Linked DNA regions of Mus musculus: regions 2 and 3 are each linked to region 1. A link is a contact called in public promoter capture Hi-C data. All regions are on one chromosome and are shown on one strand. Each heading gives the region's core, a stretch centred on a gene start, on an enhancer-like site or on the middle of the called end of the contact. The rest is flanking DNA. Distances are from core to core; before and after follow the strand shown. Region 1 has its middle 16 kb from the start of Gm30827. Region 2 overlaps Gm31244 (a long non-coding RNA gene). Region 3 has its middle 62 kb from the start of Gm31244.

The links. Promoter capture Hi-C pulls out the DNA fragments that hold promoters and counts their contacts.
Region 2: a promoter capture Hi-C map of liver shows a contact between it and region 1, with 2.9 times the contacts expected there. The contact joins two enhancer-like sites. A contact is called at or near these places in 3 of 39 promoter capture datasets (liver and maxillary cranial neural crest).
Region 3: a contact with region 1 is called in a promoter capture Hi-C map of liver, with 2.3 times the contacts expected there. The contact joins two enhancer-like sites. A contact is called at or near these places in 5 of 39 promoter capture datasets (cranial neural crest, frontonasal cranial neural crest, liver and 2 more) and 1 of 115 datasets of contacts at active chromatin or transcription factors (embryonic limb bud).

The regions. Positions count from the first base shown.
Region 1 is chr3:148,980,768-148,984,591 of GRCm38.p6, reverse strand. It overlaps a transcript of Adgrl2 not described here. Among named protein-coding and RNA genes, the nearest start is that of Gm30827, 16 kb to the left of the region's middle. Within about 2 kb of position 2,006, at least 15 of the 459 cell types and tissues checked have an H3K27ac peak or open chromatin away from gene starts, as enhancers often do. A contact at or near this core is called in liver, where this site is marked.
Region 2 is chr3:149,933,466-149,937,289 of GRCm38.p6, reverse strand. It overlaps Gm31244 (a long non-coding RNA gene), which reads right to left. Exons shown (of 6, transcript XR_376250.2): 4 at 818-958. Among named protein-coding and RNA genes, the nearest start is that of Gm31244, 28 kb to the right of the region's middle. Within about 2 kb of position 1,944, at least 4 of the 459 cell types and tissues checked have an H3K27ac peak or open chromatin away from gene starts, as enhancers often do. A contact at or near this core is called in liver, where this site is marked.
Region 3 is chr3:149,843,315-149,847,138 of GRCm38.p6, reverse strand. No RefSeq gene overlaps it. Among named protein-coding and RNA genes, the nearest start is that of Gm31244, 62 kb to the left of the region's middle. Within about 2 kb of position 1,593, at least 36 of the 459 cell types and tissues checked have an H3K27ac peak or open chromatin away from gene starts, as enhancers often do. A contact at or near this core is called in liver, where this site is marked.

The sequences.
Region 1 (3,824 bases), core at 757-3,256:
ATGGGCACTGGGGAGTTTTCAGTGCTGTAGTTCTCACCTCAGCAGAAGCACGGGGCTGCTGGGTGTTTCTCAGAACATGCAGGGCAGTAGAGTGCTTCAAAACCAAGACTTACTTCGGGTTAGGACTTTGATCAGTCCTGGCACTCACTCTGTGTGCTTTCTGAACAAATTTAAGGTCGTAATTTACTGTCCTTAAGTAACATGGCAAACTGAGAAAAGGGACAGAGATGTGGTGAAGGTCAGAGGAACTGTCAACCTGCAAACCCCAGGAATAAAACGTTACTGCTCTGCTTTCTCTGAAAATATTTATTTGACCTAACTTTTGTGAAAAATTACTTAAACAATGGTTCATTACCAGATGTGTTATGGACAAGAGGCAGCACTACAAATTTATTGTTGTCTGTGATCTTCATTCACCTGCACCCCACCTGTGAAGCAAGACTCTGGTTTGATTTTAACGAAACCTTTATCACTTACCTAAGTGCTGATAATTATAACCCAGGCTAGGTGGATTTCGGTTAAGAGCCAAACAGTTTTGGACAGAGAAGAACCGAGCATCCTGCAAAGTGCAACTTTTAGTAATTTCCCTGCAGGAAGCTTACACTTTGTGATCTTGATTCTTTGTATCTGCTTCTGAGTCTTGAAGGGTCATTTGACACCTGCCTGCATTTGATCGGGTAGATTCTTGTAAAACAACGCCACAGTTTTGTAGGTAATATGTGCTAGAAATGAGGTGTGTTGTGGACGAAGACTGTTTTACAAGCATGCTTATCTAAATTGAAGGTTTTGATGACGTACTAAGAATAGCAATGTTTGTAGCTGAGCGGAAAAAGGACTTAGATTCTTGTAGGTATCTTGGTCAGTTCCGAGTCAGTTCACTCAGGCTCAACTGTTTTGGAACTATTTTAAGCAAAGATTAAAACATTTCTACTTGGAAGCTAGATGAAAATCATAGGTTGGTTAGGCTTTCTGTTACATAACACTAGTTCTTCAGGCATACCCAAATACTCATCTCTGCAAATAATTCCTGATTAAAGGTTGAAAAGGCATTTAATCATCAGATTACGCTAATTAGAGTGATCTTATCAGAAAAGTAGACTGAGACTATTCTGTAAAATCTTCGGTTGCCTGAGATGCTCTCAAAGATTGGGTGAAGAACTGGCTTTTTTTTTTAAAAATTCTTTAAGAACAGCTTAAGGAAATGGTTTGTTTAATATAAAGATAGATGGCTAATTACTGTAATTAGGTACTGTGAATCATAACACATAGTATACTGACCTGAGTGGTCACCAACAAGGAGTGAGTGGGCCCTATTAGACTTCAGTTAGTCACCCGGATCTGATGTGTAGGTTTTCTTAAGCATGTGTTATATACTAGAGAAATTCCTTAATGTAATTTTGATGTAAGTCGTTATTTTTAGGCAGGTCACGGACCATAAGAATAGAAAGGTCCAATCAGCTAAAAATACTTTTAAACACACACACACACACACACACACACACACACACACACACACACACACACATATATATTAGGTCATTGGTTGATACATTAAATGCAGTAATCTGCATATTTCTAAAACAAATTTTAATTCAATAAGTTTTGAAAGCTTATTATTTGTGTTCCCCCCCCCTTCCTTTTTTATTTGACAAGCAAATACTCCCTGGGGAAAATCAGTTTAAGGAACTGAACTCATAATACCTTCCCATAGAGTGCAGTTATGGGACATGCTTTGGAAATGTCTGAGGAGCACAAAGCAAATTCCGATACAATTTGTTTAATTACAACAAAAATACAGCACTATGAAGTCATAGTGTTTGTCTTCATAGAGGGTTTTATGCATTGTGGTGGTAAGTAAAATCCCATCACACTTGTATAAATTTGTTCAATTACCAGAACAACTAAAAGGAAAAAAAAAATCAATTTAGGTTGAAAAGCAACAGAAATTAGATTACCTTGGTTAGTAGAAACTTGCCAGCAGTGTTGAAATTGCTTAATAATATCAAAAGCCACACCAGCAGTGTGAGGGCGTTGGCTTCTGTTGTAATATGCACATGTTTGCTTACTGGGTTAATTTTTTTTTTAATGTATCTCTTCCCTTTTCTCTTCCTGTTTTTATTTTCACGGAAATTGTCAGATAGCATGCGAGAAGCTGTACATTTGGGTGTTATCGTTCCTTGTAGAGGTTGCTTTCTTAGACTCTTTGATCAGTTAATATTTTGGATCAGTGTTGTGAAATGCTATGCATGATTTTAGGAATCTGAAGAAACTCCCTCCATCACAAAGGAGCCAGTTAGCAGCCCCAGGAACACTTTAGGATTTCTCTCTCTCTCTCTCTCTCTCTCTCCCTCTCTCTCTCTCTCTCTCTCTCTCTCTCTCTCTCTCTCTCTCTCTCTCTCTCTCGTTTATCACCAACACTAGAGTTATATGGAACCCTCGATCTTAAATTCTGAGCACAATAAAGTAGTACAGATAGCTGGGCACCTGTTTTATGGCCACCTTGATTCATTCTGCCACGGAGCTTCACCCAGTTGCAGTAATAGTCACAAGGGCTGCTCCAAAGCCACCGGGCTGTTTTTAGGTCATGAAGTCAACTTCCTGGAATTTCTAGGGAAACCAGTTGAAAGGAGGAGGACAAATGTCACTTTAAATAGAGATGTTTAAACCAGATTTCTGCCTGAGGGTAAAATTTAGGTCTCTCTTAGCCCGGATGTAATGTCTCCCTCTGCAGAGCAAGGCATTAATCAGGGCAGGGCATGAAAACGGGGGACGAAAACGGGTCCCAGTTGGTTCTGCCGTTGATGCCTTCCTTGCCCCAATCTGTGAGGAACATCTTACAAACATTAAAAGGCAGACACGGTACCTCACATCAATTTCTGAATTTCAGCACTGCAATTAGTTTCTTTAAAAGAAGCCCACATAAAGCTGGGGATGGGCTAAGATAAAACCTGGACCCCCTCGAAGCCATTTTAAAGGGGTGGATCTAGCACTTCATAAAATCAGATGTGCAGGGTTGAGAAGCATGCCGGAGAAGCACCCCTAAGTCAATGACCAATTTTTAATTCTATTCTAGAATATATTAAATAACCTTGATATATATTTTTAAATTATCCGATAGAAAAAAAGAAATGGCGATAAAAGAGAACGTTAATCCTTGGCTGTGAAGGATGGTGGAAGCTGCTAAGATGGTTGCTTAACCTGAGACAGATCATCAAATCCAACCAATATTATTTTGTCAGAACAAAAGCATATAGAGCCTGTGTCCTTTTCTGATATGCACAATGAAATTTTAGCTCAGTAGTGACAAAAAGATGGGCCAGGGCAGTCTAATAAATAATGAAAAAGGCATGGCTTAGCCATCAAAGCATACCGTTTAACCCCATTCTTTGCCATCCATATACACAAAGCAAACAATTTATATTCTGATCCTCTTGATACAATGGTATTTCTAGATAGTTTTAGGTTAAGAATTAATGCAAGTTTAAAATCCAAACTCTGTTTGGTTGCTTGATGCATCTCTTTGGAAATGATTTGGCGAGTTCAGCTCTGTTCTGCTTTCAAGGACTTTTCAGCCTTTGGACCATAAAGCAGCCACACTGCCCACTGTTGCCACTCTCCGTGACACTGCTGTGCCGGTCTATACGTCTGACTGTACTCCAGCATTGGACGGCAGAACAATCTAACCCCAACTACTGTCAAAATGGCAGTTGGCTGGTGGGGCGGGACTTTGGTCTTGACTAATGCTTTTTTTTCCCCCTTAGAGGATAGTAACCCAGAGTTACTAGTTTGCCATAAGATGGCTGAACCATGACACAATGTTGATA
Region 2 (3,824 bases), core at 695-3,194, 950 kb before region 1:
CATAGCATCACAAAACCGTCCCTAATCTACTGTCTACACAATATTGCTGCACAGCTAATATTATAGAAACCAAGCAGGTTATGTCAGGTTGTTTGGGTTATTTAGGAGTTCTCTCTCTTTCTCTCTCTCTCTCTCTCTCTCTCATTCATATATGAATGTAATAATGAAAGAAGATGTCATAAATTTGAAAGAGAACAAGGAATCTCTAAGAGTGTATGGGAGAGAAAAGCAATAGGAGAAATGTTGTAAATATATTAAAATCTCAAAAAAAAATAAAAAATTAAAAAGAAAATTAAAGGACTCAAGTCTCATAGCCCACATCACAGAACCTGTGAAAATCCAGCGGGAGGAAAGTGAAAATACAGACCTTTTCCCTGTGATGAAGATGAGTTGAACTTTCCTAAAGTGTGTTTTCTCTGATATGTATGCATGTCACCAGACTTGCTCGGTGATTGGATTTGAGTCCCTTCATTTTCTATAATATAATGCAACTATAAAAATTAATCCTGAGATTTTTAGACTGAAGTTACATGTCAGTATTTTTTTCTCCCCTCCCTTCCCCCTATATATGCACATAATCTTCTGGGCTCAAGAATGGCAAATAACTATTTTGACACCTCCATCAAAGGCTCAACTTTCTGATTCTTCTGGTTTACCTCACTTGGTTGTAGTAAACATATTTACATGACGGAGCTCCCTCCGTAAACACTGCTGAAAAGATCAGGGGCTACAGTCTCTCGCGATAGAGACACGTTAACTATCTGCCTGTGTTCTGCAGTAATCACAATGTTTGCTTGTTTTCCTGATGGGCGTTTACCTTCTACCCCAATGATGAGATGATGACTGCAATAGTCAACGATTAATAATGGATGTGCATCTGTTCTCTGAGCCGAGAGCCAGCGTGAGTCTAGGCATGTACTAAATGAATTCAGCTGTGACAATCAGAATCTTGTCTGAGCTGTAAGAGAAACAACCAGAAAGATGGCATTACCTAGACAACTCTCTGAGATTTTTCAAAATACAAGTCTTGCGAACAGACATCTACTAGCATACAAATCATTTCACAGGCTTTGATTGCCTTTTACTCCCAGCCCTGCCCCTATATTGTTTATTCGGAGGTCATCATGACTTGATTCTTCTGTGCTCCATCAATAATGTGCAGATGAAATGGCTTCAGGATCCACAAAGAAATAATCGATTTTCTTCTCCCACAATCTAGAGCCAGGCATCAATAGGCAGGTGTTTGGGAAGGTACAATGACAGTGCAGCAACTGCAGCTTGTAAGTGATATCTTTGTTAAGCTTCCAAACTGGAGCACACCCAGCTACATGGCTGGATGTTTAGAGGACAATGTGGAAGATCATCCCAGTGTGGGCCCCTAGGGAATGCTCAAAAATGGCTGGAGTCCATCAAAAGGAAAGTGTTTACATCATGCTGAGAGAGAATGATGATGCGTGTGGAATATCCTATTAGGGTGCCAAAGAGAGGCTTGAAAATTATGATTATGGAAGGCTTTTATCATGGAGGTTGTCTATGTTGCTGCATCCTTGTGTGTGTCTGTTTTAGAGATATTATTTAGACAGACAGACAGTGAGACAGAGAGAGAGACAGAGAGACAGACAGAGAGAGAGAGAGAGAGAGAGAGAGAATACCCAATAGCAGATTTATTGTATGACAAAGTCTTTCTCATAGTTACATTGTGCTGAAGTTTTTACTAAGCATTTACTACAAATATGGAACATATTGTATTGTTATTCACATGTATATTTTCAAGGTGTACATAACATGCATTCTTAAGAAGAAGTACAGCACCCTACAGATCTGTAGAGTTTGGAACTTGCTTCATATAGTAAGAGACCTTCATGAGCATAGACCCTTGTGTACAATAAACCTGGTTTTTTTCTAAGAGGCTGGATTTTCTTTTTATGAGGTGTTAAGTAAAGATGGCTTCACCAGTGTAAAACATTGACTAAATTGGCACCCAGCAAATAGTTCTATAATTGAGTGTTTCATTTTGCAAAATGTGTCTCGCATGCAGATGGGCTGTATGTGGGATGAAAGGAAACAGGACTTGTGGAGAACACATGAAATCTCTAATTAAATTTATGAGCCTAAAAGCACTTTTAAAAACTTCACTTATTCAAAGAAAAAATGATGCAAAACACGTTACGTTACTTGTGGTAAATCCATTAGAATTTTGCTTATTTTGAGTTTCTGACTGGTTTCACAATTTCCATTAGCCAATTATTTTGTAACCTAATGTTGACTTTTAAAGATAATCTGTCTTACTCAACCTAAATCTATTTTCGGTTATCTCAAATTCCGACTCATAAACTCTGAAACAGGCATCCAGTGACATTTTTAGAATCTGGGAGTACCACCTGAGTGCTTATTAAAGCACATATGTGTTCATACAAAACAAGAGATCTATAGGGACACTAGGTTTTTCAAATTCCCAAAACTTTCATCAAAGTTTGGGGAGGTTTCAAAATTCCTCATTTGGGTGACAATTTGGGAAAGAATTCAATAATTTGCAAAATAAAGAGGAAAGTATAGGTTGCGTGGGGTTATCCACAAAGAGCTCATCATTTTGGAAACTCACTCTGTGCTGTAAAATAGGGATCCACCTATGCCTCACCTTTGCTGGATCATTTTATGATCAAGGAAGCCCTTTTCAAGCTAGCAGACTGTGGTAGAATAAAAGAAGCTTGACAATTTTATTCACTGTTCTTCATGAGTTTCCCAAATAATAAATGGTGAATTTATATAAATTGCTATGGGAAAAAAAGGACAATCCACAGGGGATTTTTAACTTAACCCAAAAAGGAGACACAAGTGTCACAGAGAAAAAAGGCTTGACTCTGAAAAAAAAAAAAAAAAAAAAAAAAAAAAAAAAAAAAAAAAAAAAGAAAAGAAAAGAAAAAAGAAAAACCCTGAGCTTTTGATACCATTTCTGAATGTCTTAGAGGATGATTTAATGTCTGTCTTATAAGACAAGAGACTCAGCTAGGTGAATATGCAGTTGCATGTAAGTATGCGGTGTATTATATAAGTATTGTATATCTATATAAGTATCACAATACATACATAGTATTATATGTCTAGAAAGAGGGCACAGTCCTTCCTTCACAGTCACATCTGGTGACAAAAATGCCAACAGAAGACACCTGACATGAGCTTTCACTTATATTCATTTGAAAGTCTGCTCCATCATAGCAGGGCAGGTTGGGTGTGCATGAGGCTCTGGTTATGACACTATGTAGCTAGTCACTGTGTCTGCAGGCAGGAAGCATATAGCTTTCTCTTCTCTTGGTATTCCTTTTAGAACTCAAGTCCACAACATGATTCTGCCCACATTCAGGGTGAAACAACAGTCCTACCTAATATTTTCTGAAAACTTCATTCCAGAAACACCCAGAGAAGTACTGTCTAGGTGATTCTAAATCCTAGAAAGATGACAATCAAGACTAACCAGCACAGTCAAATAGATGATAGAGAGATGGATAGATGGATGATAGTTAGATAGATAGATAGATAGATAGATAGATAGATAGATAGATAGATAGATAATAAATTGGTTGATGATTGACAGGTTATAAATGACCAAAAGAGATGAATGGATAGACAGATGATAAATATATAACCAATAGACATACATACCAACATACCCCCACACACATAATAGATTAATGGCACAGAGATGATTCATATAGACAGATATGAGAATCATGCATCCTGATAAATAAATCTAGTATGATTTAAATGAACAAGACAGAAATTGTATTTTTCAGGGTAATACCTATATTCTTAGGAATCAACATCTG
Region 3 (3,824 bases), core at 344-2,843, 860 kb before region 1:
TCCTAACGCCTAGGAGGGGCCAGGGAGGCAGTAACCGATGGTCTTGGTGAAGAGAGAGGACAGATGCTTGCGGGAAGCTTCCCACAATGCACAAGGCAGAGGCGACTACAAAGAATTATATGCCTTAAAATATCAACAGTGCCGCAGATGAGAAAGTGTGGTTTTCTCTCTATAGCCAAGCAAAGCTGGCTTTCATCTGACCTGGGAGTCCCAAGCCAGTTCTGTCCTGTGAAGGAATGCTATGTCAGGGGCCTCATAATGCCTTACCACAGGGGTTATTAAGCCAAAGATCCAGAAATTGGCTTAAGGCACTTTATAAAACCCATGAAATTATATGCAAATTTCATTCACATGTGCAGTTTTTAAACAGAGATCTAAAGTTTAAAACTTTCTGAAAAGCTATACACACACCTCTTTTTACCATTTTTCCTGGAAAGCCTGAAAATGAATCTCAAATTTTCAACAAACTGATGAAATAGTTCAGCAAAGAGATGAAGCCTTTGCTCAGTTCTAGGTTGGACTACAGCCATGTGTCTCACTTCCAATACCTAGAAGAGAGGTGACGATGTAAATGTCATTGCTCCCATTCAGATCACCTAACTGCAGTCGGGCCATCCTGAACACTGCTTTATTCTCTTTAGATCTGCTTACTCCCCCCCCCCCCCATCACTCCCTCCCAAAATCCTTCCCCCTTCTCCTCTGAGCACTTGAGGGCCCTCCTGTCCACCCATCCTAGCACTTTAATTCTCTGTGAATGCCTGTTTCTTATATGACTTTTGGTGATCAAGTTTGGCTCCTAGATGTTTACCTGCCCTCACCTTATCCACTAATCCAGCTCTCCAGCCCTCTTATCAGCTTCATATCAGTAAATATTTATCAAATGCCACAGCTGTGGGCCACCAATTCTGCTGCCCCAAAACACACAGGAGGAAAGCTGGGCACAATACCAGGCAGCTTAACCCTGACCAAAGAGGTGGCATAAAGGTTTTCGTAATTTCTACACACTTAATAATTAATGACAATGGCTGTAATATCTGTGTTTTTAAAATAGGTGGCACCGTGTGATGCTTGTGAGCAAGAACTTAGTCAGGTTCCAGGCATCCTTTTTGGTAGTTTCCTGAAAGAATTTAACAAAAGAAGGGGCAGATAATGTTCCTGGCAGGGAGAAGTGCCCTTCCCTAGACAAAGTGAGAAAAAAAAGAAGGAAGTGGACAGAGAAGGATAAGTCGTTATTCAATTACACTGTGTGGAAACATTTAGGCTACCCCAGATGTTTTCAAGACTTCAAAGGGTCTCTTAGCATTTCCCCCAGATAGAATGTAATTTTTTTTAGAAGACCCCTTCAACTCTCCGTTATGGATAATTTTTTGATTACATGAACCAACGTCGGGGTTAAGAGGAAAACCACAAGTTAAAAAGAAAACAATTCAAAGAGGAAATAAAAACCTTCAGTGGTGACTGGAACATATGAGCCTAGTTTAAAAATGTGTTTCTGTTTCCACTAATGGGTCGTTTTCACCTGCTCCTGCAGAACCACCTGGCCTCAGCCAGGCTGCAGCGCCAGGGCAAGGGCATGGGCTCTTTCCAAAGACAGCCCCAGGATGCTGAGGTGACCAGAGGGTCAGGACAACAGAAGCTGAGCCTTTGTCGGAGAGGGTAATCCTCAAACAGGAAAATCCACTCCTGGGTCATTTGGAGAAAAGTTGAGAGCTGCTGGGCTCGGGGAATCACCAGCTGGGTTTCCATGCGAAATAGAATCACTGAAAGCCAGCCCCTGCACGGAGAGCCTGGGGTTTGCCATATGCCTGGGACACCTTTGGAGTTTGCTAATGCCCCGGGACTGACTGTGAAGCAGATCTAGAGAAAACGAACCGGGCTGCGCAGAGAATGAGAGCAGGTTGGAAGAGAGCCCGTTTTGTTTGTGTGAATTTGATCAAAGCTGGAGCTTTTCGGCAGGAGCTACTGGGCTAAAGGAGTGCCAACACTTTCAAGCCGCCCCCAGGCTTTCCGGACAACCTCAGCAATCAGTGTAGACTGCAGATGCTGTGCGGGGTTGTTCTGTCTTTTGCTTTTTCTAGATGGCCTAAAAAAAGTTGTTTGTTGTTTGTTTGTTTGTTTTGTTTTATTTTGTTTTTGTGTGTTGGTTGATCAATATGAAAAGCAGAGTATCAAGCCCCTTGAGGAATTATAACCATCGGAACACTTGGGAACTGAGAGCATGATTACAGCCCTTCCTGAAAGCAACGAGCTCTCCTATTTTCCTACTTAAAAAAAAAAAAAAAAAAAAAAAAGGGACAAAAAATAAACAGTATTGGTTGATATCTAGCTTGTTGCTTCCTTCTTTCCTTCCTTCCACATATTCAGGCAATTCAAACTCCAGTGGTCCTCTGGCTCTACAAGCTAAACCTCAGACCACCAGTCCAGAAGGGTGGAGGAACAAAAGCCACCTATTTTTATGTGCTGTGACATTTTTAACTTGTAAAGCATTGCAAATGTAGGTGGTGGTCCTCACAGCCTTGTGTATTTTTGGAGTTTCATAATCCTGCAAGTCAGAATTTTAGGGGCTGGTTTTTCTCAAGGTCCTTCTTGCCTTGGCCTTTTTCCAATAACTGTGCTGTTCCAGGCATCCTGTTGAGAGGTGTTGATCTGGGAAATGGAACACACACACACACACACACACACACACACACACACACTTTCTCTCTCTCTCTCTCTCTCTCTCTCTCTCTCTCTCTCTCTCTTATTGCCCAGTCTTCTGTCTCCTCTCCCCTTTATCTCTTCTCTCCAACCCTTTATCTCCTAGCTTTCCTGCCCTGGCTTTCCCCTTCATATAAATTACTAAATTAAATCATACAGTCTCTGAAATTATCAGATTTTTTAAGATTTTTTATTACTTTTCCCTCTTCTTTATGATGGCTGGTAGTATATTAAATCATATTTCATTCTATATATGATTGTGACTCTTGTTTTAAAAATGTGAAACTAATTAGAATTTGGAAATTTATGATGATGTAAACAAGCTTACCATAACTGGCTGGAATGTGAGAGTCTGTTGTTTCCTGTGAATTCCATGATACAGAGAGAATTTCTCTCTGAATTACTCAAAGTCATTAATAGACAAAAGAATAAGGAAAGGTATGGTTGTCAAAACCTACTGACTATAGAGGCAAGATGATCTAGAAAGTCAACAGAAAGTCAGACAAAACTGAAGTCCCATCAGCCCAGCCTTCGGGATATGGAGAACTCAATCCGTACCTACATAGTAGGTTTCAAAGTTTGGCTGTGATTCATGACACCCCACCTCAAAAGAAGAGGGCAGGGGAGAGGAGTTACGGCTTTGAGGTAAAGATCACTTGCTATGGAAGCGCAAGGATTGGAATTAGGACCCCTGTAAAAGCTGAGCATGGTTCTGGTATAGCAGAAACCTCAGCCCTGAAGTAGGAGGAGAAAGAAGAAGTCTGGCTGGGCTTCCTGGTTGTCAGCATAGCAGAGAATTAGAACTTGATGTTCACTGAGAGAGTTTGCACCAAAGGAGCAAGGTAGAATCGGACTGTGAATACAGGCACTCAGTGCACAAATAAGCTCACACACCCATACATATGTATGTATCCCATACACACACACACACACACACACACACACACACACACACACACACACTTTAATACACACAGTAGAAAGAGCACATAAACAAAGATGAGAGAGAGAGAGAGAGAGAGAGAGAGAGAGAGAGAGAGAGAATGCTAATAAAACAATTGACTTTGATGAGAAGGAGCAATGATGACATAAATACTCAGTGTTTGCTTGGATGGTCTTTTATGGCC